2 separate regions of the Hordeum vulgare genome follow, and region 2 is linked to region 1. Evidence: chromatin contacts called from public Hi-C data. All regions are on one chromosome and are shown on one strand. The core of a region is the stretch at or near the end of the contact, and the rest is flanking DNA. Distances in the headings are between cores, read along the strand shown. Region 1 holds the start of LOC123450047 (protein IN CHLOROPLAST ATPASE BIOGENESIS, chloroplastic-like). Region 2 holds the start of LOC123447593 (peroxidase 2-like).

Region 1 (5,900 bases), core at 2,913-5,412:
AACAAAGAGGCCCTAAAAAGGAAACTGAAAGTAAAAAAAAGCAGAGGCAGTGGCCATGGCCTTTTTTTTAAGGAGTTGTGCTCTGTGTTGGCCACCAACAGATAAGTATGCTATGAAATTTATGTATTTCTTTGTCCGCTGAAAGTCTACAATAGAAGGATGCACTTTCTTAGAAGTATCTATAACGAGAGCTTTTCTACCGGGGGCAAAAATCCCTCTAATATTCCAGAAGATACTATTCATGTTAACATTTTTTCCTGGGATGCTTGTCCGCCTCTGATTACAGACCCTGTACCAAAGGTCCTCGGTAATAAGCAAATCATCAGCCTAATCATGAAACTGAGACTCATCGTTAGCACTAATAAACTTGTTATTTACATGACTAGTGGGAGACAGGAGATCATCAGTCATATCTCCAGGCTCAAAGGTTCTAAACTGTTATCTACAGGAGTTAAATCAACTAGAGAGTGTTCAGCTAGAACATCAGAAATATCTACTCCTACAGTGTGAGTAACAAAATGAAATGAAATTTATCATTATGCAGTAAAGAGGTAGTTATGGTTGGTAACTGCAGGCTTAGAGATCTCAAGATTTTTCACCTTCTTGTTCTCTTGGGCCAGCTCTATCATGGTCTTCCCCTTGCAGTCAAATCTTGTGCTCTGCCTAGTAGCTTGGACAGGGCCCCACTTCTTCTCTTTCAAAGCTGGTGGCATCTGAGGAGCCTCTGGGATAACTTCTTCTGGCTGCTCATCTTGCTGGTCTTCACCCCATAGGTTCTTCTATATCTAACAGAATTATCCAGATTTTCGTCAGAGCGGACAGCTACAATCATAGGTTAGTTGAGTACATAGCTAGATAATATTTGCCAATATCCAAATCAGGAGCTCAAATGTCGAATTGATATGCCATGTTACCACCATGTCCAGATTCGACATGTTTGAAACTTGGTTGACCAAATAACCAAATGTTGCAACAATTTGAGGTTTATTTCGTATATTATTAATCATGAATACACACATAGATGGCAAAAAGAAATTGAATAACTGGACATTATTTTCGCTCGTGCGACGTGACCACAAAGATACGCCAAGATCCACTCTGGAATAGTTTCTTCTTGCCCATAAAAGCTAAACCTACACTACACTTCTCAGTCCAAACTCCGAAGCCGAGTGCCGTAAAATTCCTCGGAGCAGCATCATGCTTGTAGGGAACACGAACAACTGCAGGTGTTCTACTCCCTGTAAGCGATGAACTTCGCAATGTCGTGGATCCCAGCCTCTCTGTAGCAATCGGCGATCCGATCCACGACTTCGTCCCAGTTGCCGTCAACTGTTGCTAGATCCATAAGAAACGCCGCCTCGTCAAGGACCACCTGCATGTTTGAGAAGCTCATGTGACAAGGTGCAGGGAAGCAACTGGGCGTCGATGATGGAATGGTAGACGGTTTGTAGTTACAGACCTGCTCTGGTGCTTTTCCTTTCTTCAGATCGTCTTGTTTGCCCTCCTCGGATACCTTCTCTCTTATGAACTCGATCTGCTCATCCTCCCACCCAGCTAATTCAGCTGCCTCCTGTTACACAGGAATGATGAAAATGAACAAAAATGGGTCAAAGGTCGCTCGGCTGAGGCATAGAAGCAAGGAAGTGAAGGGGAGGAGGTAACAGGGGGAAACCATACTTCATATCTACAGCCCAGTGTCCACCATGGTGACTTCAGAGCCACTCGAGCTGACTCTTTGGCCTCAGATGTACGTCCAACTCTGAAAACAAAACCACACAAGAAGCAAAATTAGGAACCCCGACGATTCACATGTACACCACAGATTTTATTCAGACAATTATATAGATGGAATGTTATCCGATTTACAGCACGTATGCCAGCTCAGTTGACGAACATTAGCACGTTATTACTGTGTTATTTATTCGCAACGTTAGTGTCGTGCTGCTAGTCCACAACACTTGGAGAACTACTTAGATCACTGTTCTTTTAGGAATTTTACACAAGAACTAGATAATTCTCAATTCAAAACTCAGTTGAAAGTATTAGCAATCTTATATCAATAGATATTTTGCTACAAATGAATTCTAGCCGGTCCAATACAGCACAACTGAAGATGCAGCCAAGCAGCAAGATGTCAAAGAATTGCTCGACTCATAGTTTGCTAGGGATCACCATTCACCAGCGCACACTATGCTCATGCAAAGTGTAACTACACAGTGAGTGTCTATTGATAGAACATCAGTCACCCACCTATACAGCTAATTACACATCAGTACCTTTTCTGAACTTCTGAGTTGAACACAAAGGGTCTTCCAAATCCAGGAAATTGATCTCTAGTATAGAATTCTCCAGTAATAAGAGCGGAAACCTGAAGGGCAAACACAATGTACAATTTAAATCTCGTTGGATAAACATTACTAATATATATCGGGAGAAGGAAAGAGTTTTACATGATCTCCTTTTTCTAGGTGGCGTGATGCTTTCCTTTCTAGAATATCCGGAAAGAGTCCAACCTACAGCAAGATATCAGTAAAGACACTTGTCCTCAAACTCAGTAGTTACAAACTGAGGTGTATTTCTCAACCTTCTTCAACAAATAGACATCAAGATCTGCCATCTGCGATTCTTTGAAATCACCTCTTTTGTAAATGTTTGCACCAGCTTCCCCTACAGCAGACCATAAATCTTCTCGAACAGCAGACCATAAATCATCACCACTATCAGCCCTGCTATCAGCCTCGACAAGTATTCTATGAATATATTGGTTGACCTGATAAATACGAGTAGAAATTGTAAACAAAAATGGATTGCATGTGCACATGTTGTAAATTAAAACATTATAAACACATAGCAATATAGACTTACGTTTTTAGCCAAAAGCCATAGCCCATGGTTACGCACTTCCACTACAGGCATCTCCATCCTGAAGGACAAGCAGATGTATACATATGCCTACTATTTAAATACTAGTCCCAAATGTGAAAACAATAAAAATATATAACAGTATATGCAGGGGCAACTAACCCACTTGGAGCAGTTGGCCATCTCAGTAGGGATGTCAAGTTACCTGCATTCTGACTAATATCGTCAGGCCTTTGAGCTTACAATCATGATGTTCGTAATCACTTTCAGGTGAATAATTCAGTGTAGAACACATCCAAACCTTGCGGGCTTTCTGACAGGGGAACAACAAGTGGAATGAGCCCTCTCTTAGCTCCAGGAGAAACTATCTTTTCACCTGCCAAGTTCCAAATGTATTTTGAACAACAAGGTCGAGAGAGCCCAGGAGCTATAATATTAGCAGTATACTTTCTCTACCCGGTGGTATTCTAAGTTTCTGATTAGGAACCACCTTATGCAGGACTGAAATCGAAAGTTATACAACTAGATTAACAAAGAAAATGAGAAGGCAGTTGTTGTCGCTGCTGAAACTGAATCAGTAAGCCTTACGCCCATAACAGATGATTTCGAATAGCATGACAAAGGGTTTGTTGCCATGAATGAAGAATCCATGGAAATGAAAAATGTTACTGAGATAATGTGATGTAGTACCTCGTGCCTGAAGCACATTCAACAAAGAGTTAAGATGCTCCGGGGGATCGGTGACAGCGATTTCCTTGACGAACGACACATGATCTGCAAGTTCCAGCAGGAGAGCCATCAGAAACCTTGTGGTAGCAAAAGGAAAAGTGCAGAACGACTAAGTGGATAATGCACACGGCGTAGCAGCATACTATATAGGAACGAATGTGGTGCATTAAGCTACTGCTTCAGTGGATTCTGCTCAAACAGCCTAAAAGTTTACAGCACCGTGGATTCAGCCGGCTCCCCAAATCCAATAACCCATCAATTAATAATCATCTACGCTTGGTCTTTGTCAGCGCCATCTGGGTCACGAACTAAGTCTAGAGAGTCCTCACCGTACGCGGTGGCGGCGGCGGCGGCGACCGAAGAGGAGGAGGAGGAGCCACAGCGCGCGGCGACGAACGACGCCCCTCCGAGCGCTCGCCGTGGCGCTTGCAGCACGGACGCGGCCGCTGCCGCCGCGGGCCTCATCTCGCCGCCGGCGGTGGTGGGTGTGCGGGCGGGGATGGCTGCTGAGGGGGCTGTGGATGGACTCCGCGGCGACACGAGGCTTCGATTGGGCCAAACAAACAAAGCTGTCCCGATCCAACGAGACGGGGACCACGGCCCATGAGCCAGCGGAGATATCCATCCAATGGCTGGCGAATTCCGGCCCAGGATTTCCAGATTTTCCAAAACAAAAAGAAGAAGAAAAAAAAACCAATCCGCGCGTGCAGCGCCAGCCTCCAGGAGAGGCTCCGCGGCTCGCGCGCGCCATCGCCTCCCGGCCACACTCTCCTCCTTCCTCCCACCCACCCCCCCCTCCCCCTCCCCCTCCCACCCGCAACGACCAGACCGGAGCGGCGGAGCCTACCCCTCCCCCGTCCACGTGCTCGACAGCTCAATAGGAACGATCAAGGCAGCAATCCAGGTGACTCATTAACGTGGCTTCCAGTTTTTTTCCTCTAAGATGGATTGCTGGCCCGCCGTCTCCGCTTCGATTCCCACCGGCATTGCTTGCAGGAACCTGGGAGCGTGGGCGCGGTCAGGAGGTGCTTCCTCGACGTCCTACACCTATGCTGCGGGATGGAGGAGGCTAGCATGGAAGGCCCCGCCACCAGCAGCAGCCGCCCGGCCCCCGCGCCGGCGTCCATGTCCCACGCCAGCTCCGAGGACGCCGACTTCTTCGACACCCACCACCAGGACGACGACGACGATGACGACGACGACGACGGAGAGCACGGCCCGGGGACGTACATGGCGTCGGATATCGCCGACCGCTTCGTCCGGGTCATCGACGGCAAGGCGCACCGCGTCGACACCGCCGCGCCCATCGACTCCGTCCGCGGCGCCGTCAGCAAGTTCGGCGGCATCCTCGACTGGAGAGAGGTCCGTCCGTCCGTCTGTCCGTCATTCGTGTCTCTGTCTCTATACTACTGCCTGTCTGTCTGTCTGACGGTTTGCTCTGGTTCGTTCGTTTGTTAATGCAGCGGCGGCAGCAGGTCGAGGAGGAGCTCGGCGGGGTGCAGGCGGAGGCCGCGGAGTACCAGCGCCGGACGCGGGAGGCGGACGCCGGCAGGGCGGAGGCGCAGCAGGACCTCATGGGCGCCACCGGCGAGATCGACGACCTCTGGCTCACCGTCAAGCGCGCGCAGATCGCCGAGGCGCAGGCGCGCAAGGACTCGGAGCTCGCCAAGCTCCGCCTGCGCAAGCTGGAGAAGGGCGCCCGGGAGCGGGCGGCGGCCAAGGCCGAGCTCGAATCCCTCCGGGACCGCCACGCTGCCGCGCTAGCCGACCTGCGCGCCACCAGGGCCGAGCTGGGCACGCTCAAGAAGGAGCGGGACGCCGTCGCGGAGGAGGCCAGCGCCGCGGCGGCGCGTGTGCGGGTCACTGCTGGCGAGGCGGTGCAGGTCGGCGAGGCCCTGCGGGAGGCCACCGCAGAGCTCGACGTGCTCATGGCCGAGCTGGAGTCAGCCCGTGCCACCCACGACACGGCGGAGGAGAGGAGGATGAGGCTGGCGCTGGCGTGGCGAGAGGAGAAGCTGCGGTTGCAGAACGAGCTGGAGCAGGGTGAGATGGAGGTGCGGAGGTTGAGGGATGAGCTGGTCGCGGCCGGCGACCTCCAGTCCAAGGTGTCCGCGGCTTCCGAGCATCTCGCGAACCTCAGAGCCGAGCTGTTCGCACGCGCGGTCGAAGGGGCCAGCGAGGAGGAGGATAAACAGACCCCGACGGCGAGAAGCACGCCGGTGATGCTGGACAGCGCGAAGAAAGAGCTCGAGGAGGTGAAGGGAAACGTGGAGAAGGCCAAGGACGAGGCCAAGATCCTGCACGTCGCC
Region 2 (5,888 bases), core at 2,067-4,566, 220 kb before region 1:
AGACCAAGCGTGAGTGTGTTGTTCGCGCCTTGAGCTAACAGCTGCCAATATGGCGATTCATTAAGAACTGTTCTTCACACTGGTAGTTGTGTTGCTGCTTTCTAGTTTAAGTTCTAATCCTCATTAGTACGCAGGTTGCCCATCTCCCATATGTTAATCGCACGTTGTGACGATCGATGGGTGCCTTGTCTTTCTTGATGAGAGAGGAGTATGATGGTATTTCAAAGAAGATGCTACGAGCTACCAGTTATGAAATGAACCTAGGTACTTTAATTTGGATATCCTGCCTTGTTACTAAATATGTCACCAATCATAAATCTTGAGTCATTATGTCTAAGCTCGCAAACTGATTCATCGTCAGTGAGGCCTGGAGAAGGACACCATTGAGAGAGTCCATCATGAAGAAGAGGCTCGAGGACTAGATGATTGAGCTATGCTACATGTACAGGAAGGTTACGGGATGAGGAAATTATAGGATGTGATGGCGGTTTCTAATTGATCATTAATAGAGGCATGGGCCCACCCCCCTTGAAATCTGGAGGGGGCATGTTTAGAAAGTTTGAAAGGAACCTGTAGTTATCCTGTAAAAGTCTGTATGTCTAGCATGTTTCCTAGATGATTAGGTACGTCCGCGTGTACAAAGACAAGGAGGTGAAGCTCCACTGCTTTCCAAGCCTCTTATATAATGTGAGGGAAAACATATGATATAACTTAGGCCAACACAGTAGTAAAGGCACACGCAACGGAGCCGACGGCATGTGTCGGCGTCTGGTTGGTCAGTGTGATGTATTGTAGCGGTATTAAATCTAGGACTTGAGGAATGTCGTGTCAGCCCGCACCGTACCCATCGTATTTTCGACCACCGGAAAGTGGGCCAGCCAAGCCCAATTTACTTGCCATGTTATGCTGCCATGCCAAGGGGAGGCCCAACCATGACCCAATGGCCCATCATGCTACCTTCGGGCCAGGCCAGCCCAAGCACAGCCCACTACAATCAATATAACACTTATCATTTTGAATCAGGGCTTTTAACTAGAACATGCATTTTCTATGTTTTAAATCACTAGTTAAGTTACTTTAAGAAAGTATATAAATACATATTTATCTGACAGCCATAATTTCTATTTATAAGAACATATTTACATCATACAGGTTCTCCTAATAATCATAACACATGTTTACAGAGATTGAGGTTATTTCAAGCATCATATGTGATGTGAACTCCGCTTGAGGTTATTTTTACCGCTTGTTCTTTTTTTTCATATTGGACAGGGCTTATGAAGCAAGAGATGGGCGCTGCTGTCAAGCAAGGCATTCGCGTTGTGATGGATGAAGCTTCTACGCTTGCTCACGAAATGGCGCCGCTGCGTGCGGAAACTGACAGGTGCCTGGAAGGGTGACGGGCGGCTTATCGATACCCGAGGACTTCTTTCGGAAGCGATGTCATGTAGAGACCTGATGCTTTTGGTGGCCGGCTGTACCAAACTTCTGGAGTTGATCTGAAGCCCTTGATCTGTAGTTTCATGTCGTTGTGTGGTTGCGGTTATGCTGCGCTTCTTCTGAATTGTAGTAGTGGTGCCAGCAGGTTTTTTGCCCTCTAATAGGTGACTTCGATTCCGACCACCTGAAGCAGGATTCCCGGCAACTGCATGCTCCAGCTCGCTCTCACTTAATTTTCCTAGTTTCCTTTGCTTGTACACTGATAGCGGTTTGCTTCGGTTTATATGGTTATATAGAATTTTGATTAAACTCTTAATTCCGATCTAATCAAATGAAAGAACGAACCCGTTCCTTCAAAAAATCACAAAGAGTGTGTACAACTTTGTTGAAACCGATATGAAACATGTGAAAAATGTGAAACTGAAGCGAACCTTTAGTGATTGTAGAACAGACGAGAAACAAATTAATAGAAGAATGTTGAGATCCCCAAAAGGTGAAAATGGATACAGAGAAGGCAACAAATAATGGAGTACGTGGCAGTACAAGGCGCTGAAGACACATATTAGATGGCTCATTTTGTGGAGAAAAAATGTGGTTAATTCAAATCTCAAAGCTGCAGGTTGATGCATGGCGTGGAGGCTATATGTTCTTAGGTCGTCTTGGAGCAGGTGCGCCTGATGAGACCCTGTGGGAAAATCAAGGGGCTGATGTTCCCCATCTTCACCATGGCCGCGGCGAAGGCATTGCTGAACGCGTCCGGGTTAGATGCGAAGCCGTCGATGATTTCTTCGGTGGCACCGCCGGCAACGGCGTACAACACCTGGTCGGAGTGCAGGAGCCCCTTATTGAGCTTGAGGTTGACGAAGTAATCGTTGTTGAAGGTGTCCGGGGTGGTGGCGTCCAGCGGGGCCAGGTTGCCGTCGCCGGAGCCGAGGGGCTGAGGGCAGGTGGCCATGCGCGCCGTCGCGAAGTCCGGGTCGATGTTGGCCTCGTTGTAGAGCCTGCTCCTGAAGTTCCGGCACTGCGCCCGGCCGATGGTGTGCGCGCCGGAGAGGGCGACCATGTCGGTGAGGTTGAGCCCCTTGGCGGCGAAGCGGGTGTTGAGGTCGGCGACGCCGAGCGATGGCGGAGGCAGGTCGCGGTTGGCCAGTGTCTCGCTAGCCGTGTCAGAGTCCCTCCTCCCCAGCGACACCGTCCACGACGGCCCTCCCACCTGCATAGTGCATGCACACCGGCGGGAATGTAAAACCAAATAATGGATTGAGGTGATGCATGCATGCGAGCAAATCAATAAGCTGAGGTGATGGAATCGAAGATGATCGTCTAAACTCTTACCGCGACGACGGAATCGCGGGCGGCGACGGCGAGGATGTCGGCGCAGGAGACGACGCGCTTGCACGCGCGCTCCACATCCGACTTGATTTTTTCGATGACGTCGAAGCCCCGCAGCGATCCCACGTTCCCGAATGCGTTCCGCTCGTTGCCAGCCAGCAGAACGGACGCGTCACAGCCCTGCACGTTTACATATGTAGCCAAGCAACATGCACGCACGCACGCACGGTTAACCAATGGTGTTGAGCAAATGAAACGGATCTAAACAATGGCAAGTGTGAAGAACTTGCTTGGACGAAGCAGTCGTGGAAGTGCAGCCGGAGCAGCGACGCGGCCATGCGGGGGTCACTGCTCACGGCGGCCGCCACGCCGCTCTTGATGGTGGCCAGCGCCACCGGGCACGACGCGTCGTAGAACGTCGGGGATATCTGCGCCGACGCCGCCGCGGCCAGGCACAGGAGCAGCACCACTGATAGAGATGAAGATGCCATGACAACTACCTCTACCTGCCTGCTGGTCGCTATAGGAGAGCTAGCTAGCTTTTGTGGTGGATGCTGATGTAATGGCCTGCATTCCATGCAGATATATATATATAGCCATTTCTAGGATTTTTGTGGTCGTCCATCTACTGCTAGCTGTTTGATCTACATCGTGCACGGATGTACTATTATGCATAGAGTCGAATTAATTAGAGTAGTTAACCAGCAGCTGTTGAAGAATGATTTTGCAGGGAGTTAACGTCGGTATTATATCACTAGCAAGTAGACATGTTTTGCTAAGTCGTACACTTACGTGCGTGGATCGATGTATCATGCATAGACTTCATTCAAGTCAATGAAATTCAAAAACTACATATTCGTTTTTTTTTCAAGGGAAAAAATATTCCATATTATTTTAAGAAATAGCTTTCTTCCAAGTCAACTTCTTTATATGCCAACCAAACTCTAGTTGCATAGTTAGAAGGACAATGATATCCTCAGTCATTATGATTTAAGTCTCAGACTTGACAATGGTGCTCGCATTTTTCTAAATTTATTTCAAGACTTTCAGCAACATTCAGTGGGAGGAGAGTCGTTTCCATCGATTACAAAGACGTTTATGGCGACTTCATCAATCTCAATATAATGTGTGGGTTCAGTCTTTCAAAGGTGCTCGTAGAAGTAAGATGGGTGTGCGTATATTCCTAGGGGTTAGTGTTTATACATATATATGAACATCAATGTTTGTACTGTGTTTAAAGAAATAGTCAATTTCTCTATATTATTTTTTCAGAAGAAAAGAACTTGTCTATATTATTTGACCAAGTGCTGCATAATGTACAATGGGTCGTGCGTGCACGGGTGCATATACCACACATATAGCGTACGGGCACATCAGACCTGTAATCGAATATCCACGATCGTTTCAACGTCTTAGACCCCGATTACATAAGTGTCATTCTGCATTAGATGTATCCTATGATCTCTACGATATGACATGGTTACCCGACGTCCGAATGAAATAGCTAATTAGCTACAAGAGATGATTCTACAAGTAACTGTGGATGGAAATATATTTAGGACGTGTTTGGTTGTCTTTCCGCGCGAGTCTGGTTCGTGGAGTCTCGCTCAACAAGGCCTAGATGAGAAAAAAGAACTTCTTCACCGCAAGGCGTGGCGACCAACTTCAACGATACCAACAATGTGCTTTCACATATGGTTGGCGTAAACTTCTTCCGACGTCCGACTAGTCTTAAACCCTCTATGGCCGTCGTTGCTGACAAAAGCAACTTGCACACTGCAATCTTCCCGTAAACTGCAAATTAAACCCCAGATACCTTTTGACGAATACCACATACCATTTGTCCTAGCGGTGCACAAGAGCAGCAGCTGAAGCAACAAGCAAACGAACAATCAAGGAGCAAGCAATGTAGCAGAAGTAGTAAGCATGCATGATCAAATGGCATATAGCAAGTTCAAACCTAGCACTACTCGGGTGTCATCCTACCATCACATCCAAAAGAGGATGTCATCCTACCACCGCAAGTTCACGATCATCATGAGGGGTTAGTATATACCACCTCAAAAAAATATACAGACCATCAAACAGTTTTCAAGCCCTAGCTACATAAAATATGCGTCGTCATCATCATCGATGTCGCCATCGCCACCCAGGATCATGCATGCGGTAACCAGCAGCAAGCGCTAGTAGTAGTGCTTGGCCAACCAGCTCCTTTGCCAGAACATCCAATGAGAGTGTGCCATGGCAACAAACCCAACACCCTGGGCCTTGTTGTCCAACAGGTGGCTCAAAGTTGCCATGAGAGCCTCATCGCTAAAGCCATCTTGCTCCATGACGGCGTTGTAGAGGTCAAGATGAACTTCGAGGGTCTTGCTCTCCCTATTGGAGGTTTCCTACTCACTACTATGAGAAACCCTAGTAGTAGCAGGGGTGTCGTGCTACTGCTAGCTCGCAACAGCTAACTTTTAGCAGTAGTGTGGGTTGCCCCGCGCTACTGGTATATGTAGATAGAAGTAGCGTGGATAATGAAATCGTGCTATTGATAATAGCTGCAGGGCGGCCACTTGATGAGCGCTACTGATAAAAGCTCGCTCCTGCTAAAGCCTGACCCGTGCTATCGTTATTATTTTCTGATTAGTTTTTATGTTGTTCGTTTCTTTATTGTATTTGAACAGCTTGTATACAATAGTCTCATAAAATTTAATCATACACATACAAATCTAATCTAATCATACACATACAAATAGTCTCATAAAATCATGTCATCATCATAATCATCCAACACAAATGATGCCTCCCATCATCATCTCAAAATAGCGATACAAGTTTTGACATGTCTCGAATACTTGCAACTACATCGTCATCCATGTAAACAATGATGTAAAAGGGAAGAGCTATCACTATGAGTGAGAGCGGAACTATGCAATACATGAGGCGACGGTTCTGGTTCCTCTCTCGCGCTAGCGTCCACCTCAAATAACTATCTTTTGCTTCTTGTCTGCTATCGAACCGTTTATGGCTGGTGCCCGAGAACCCATCCACTTGAGCCTGACACTCGGACCCTTCATCGTACACTCCTGAAACCTTCCCTATGTACACGACATACGCTTCTTCGC

Evidence for each region. Hi-C and Micro-C count contacts between places; a contact is called where the count stands out from the background.
Region 2: a contact with region 1 is called in a Hi-C map of leaf, with 3 times the contacts expected there. The contact joins the promoter of LOC123447593 here to the promoter of LOC123450047 in region 1. A contact is called at or near these places in 2 of 6 Hi-C or Micro-C datasets (leaf and seedling).

The regions. Positions count from the first base shown.
Region 1 is chr4H:607,494,709-607,500,608 of MorexV3_pseudomolecules_assembly, reverse strand. LOC123450047 (protein IN CHLOROPLAST ATPASE BIOGENESIS, chloroplastic-like) reads right to left here and starts at 4,162. Exons shown (of 11, transcript XM_045127445.1): 1 at 3,921-4,162; 2 at 3,553-3,636; 3 at 3,164-3,238; 4 at 3,025-3,067; 5 at 2,866-2,923; 6 at 2,585-2,770; 7 at 2,451-2,513; 8 at 2,277-2,368; 9 at 1,678-1,759; 10 at 1,460-1,570; 11 at 968-1,372. The coding sequence starts at 4,056. The coding sequence ends at 1,232. LOC123450045 (protein WEAK CHLOROPLAST MOVEMENT UNDER BLUE LIGHT 1-like) reads left to right here and starts at 4,402. Exons shown (of 2, transcript XM_045127443.1): 1 at 4,402-4,953; 2 at 5,055-5,900. The coding sequence starts at 4,651.
Region 2 is chr4H:607,716,803-607,722,690 of MorexV3_pseudomolecules_assembly, reverse strand. It overlaps LOC123447593 (peroxidase 2-like), which reads right to left and starts at 3,316. Exons shown (of 3, transcript XM_045124203.1): 1 at 3,063-3,316; 2 at 2,776-2,952; 3 at 1,856-2,653. The coding sequence starts at 3,263. The coding sequence ends at 2,090.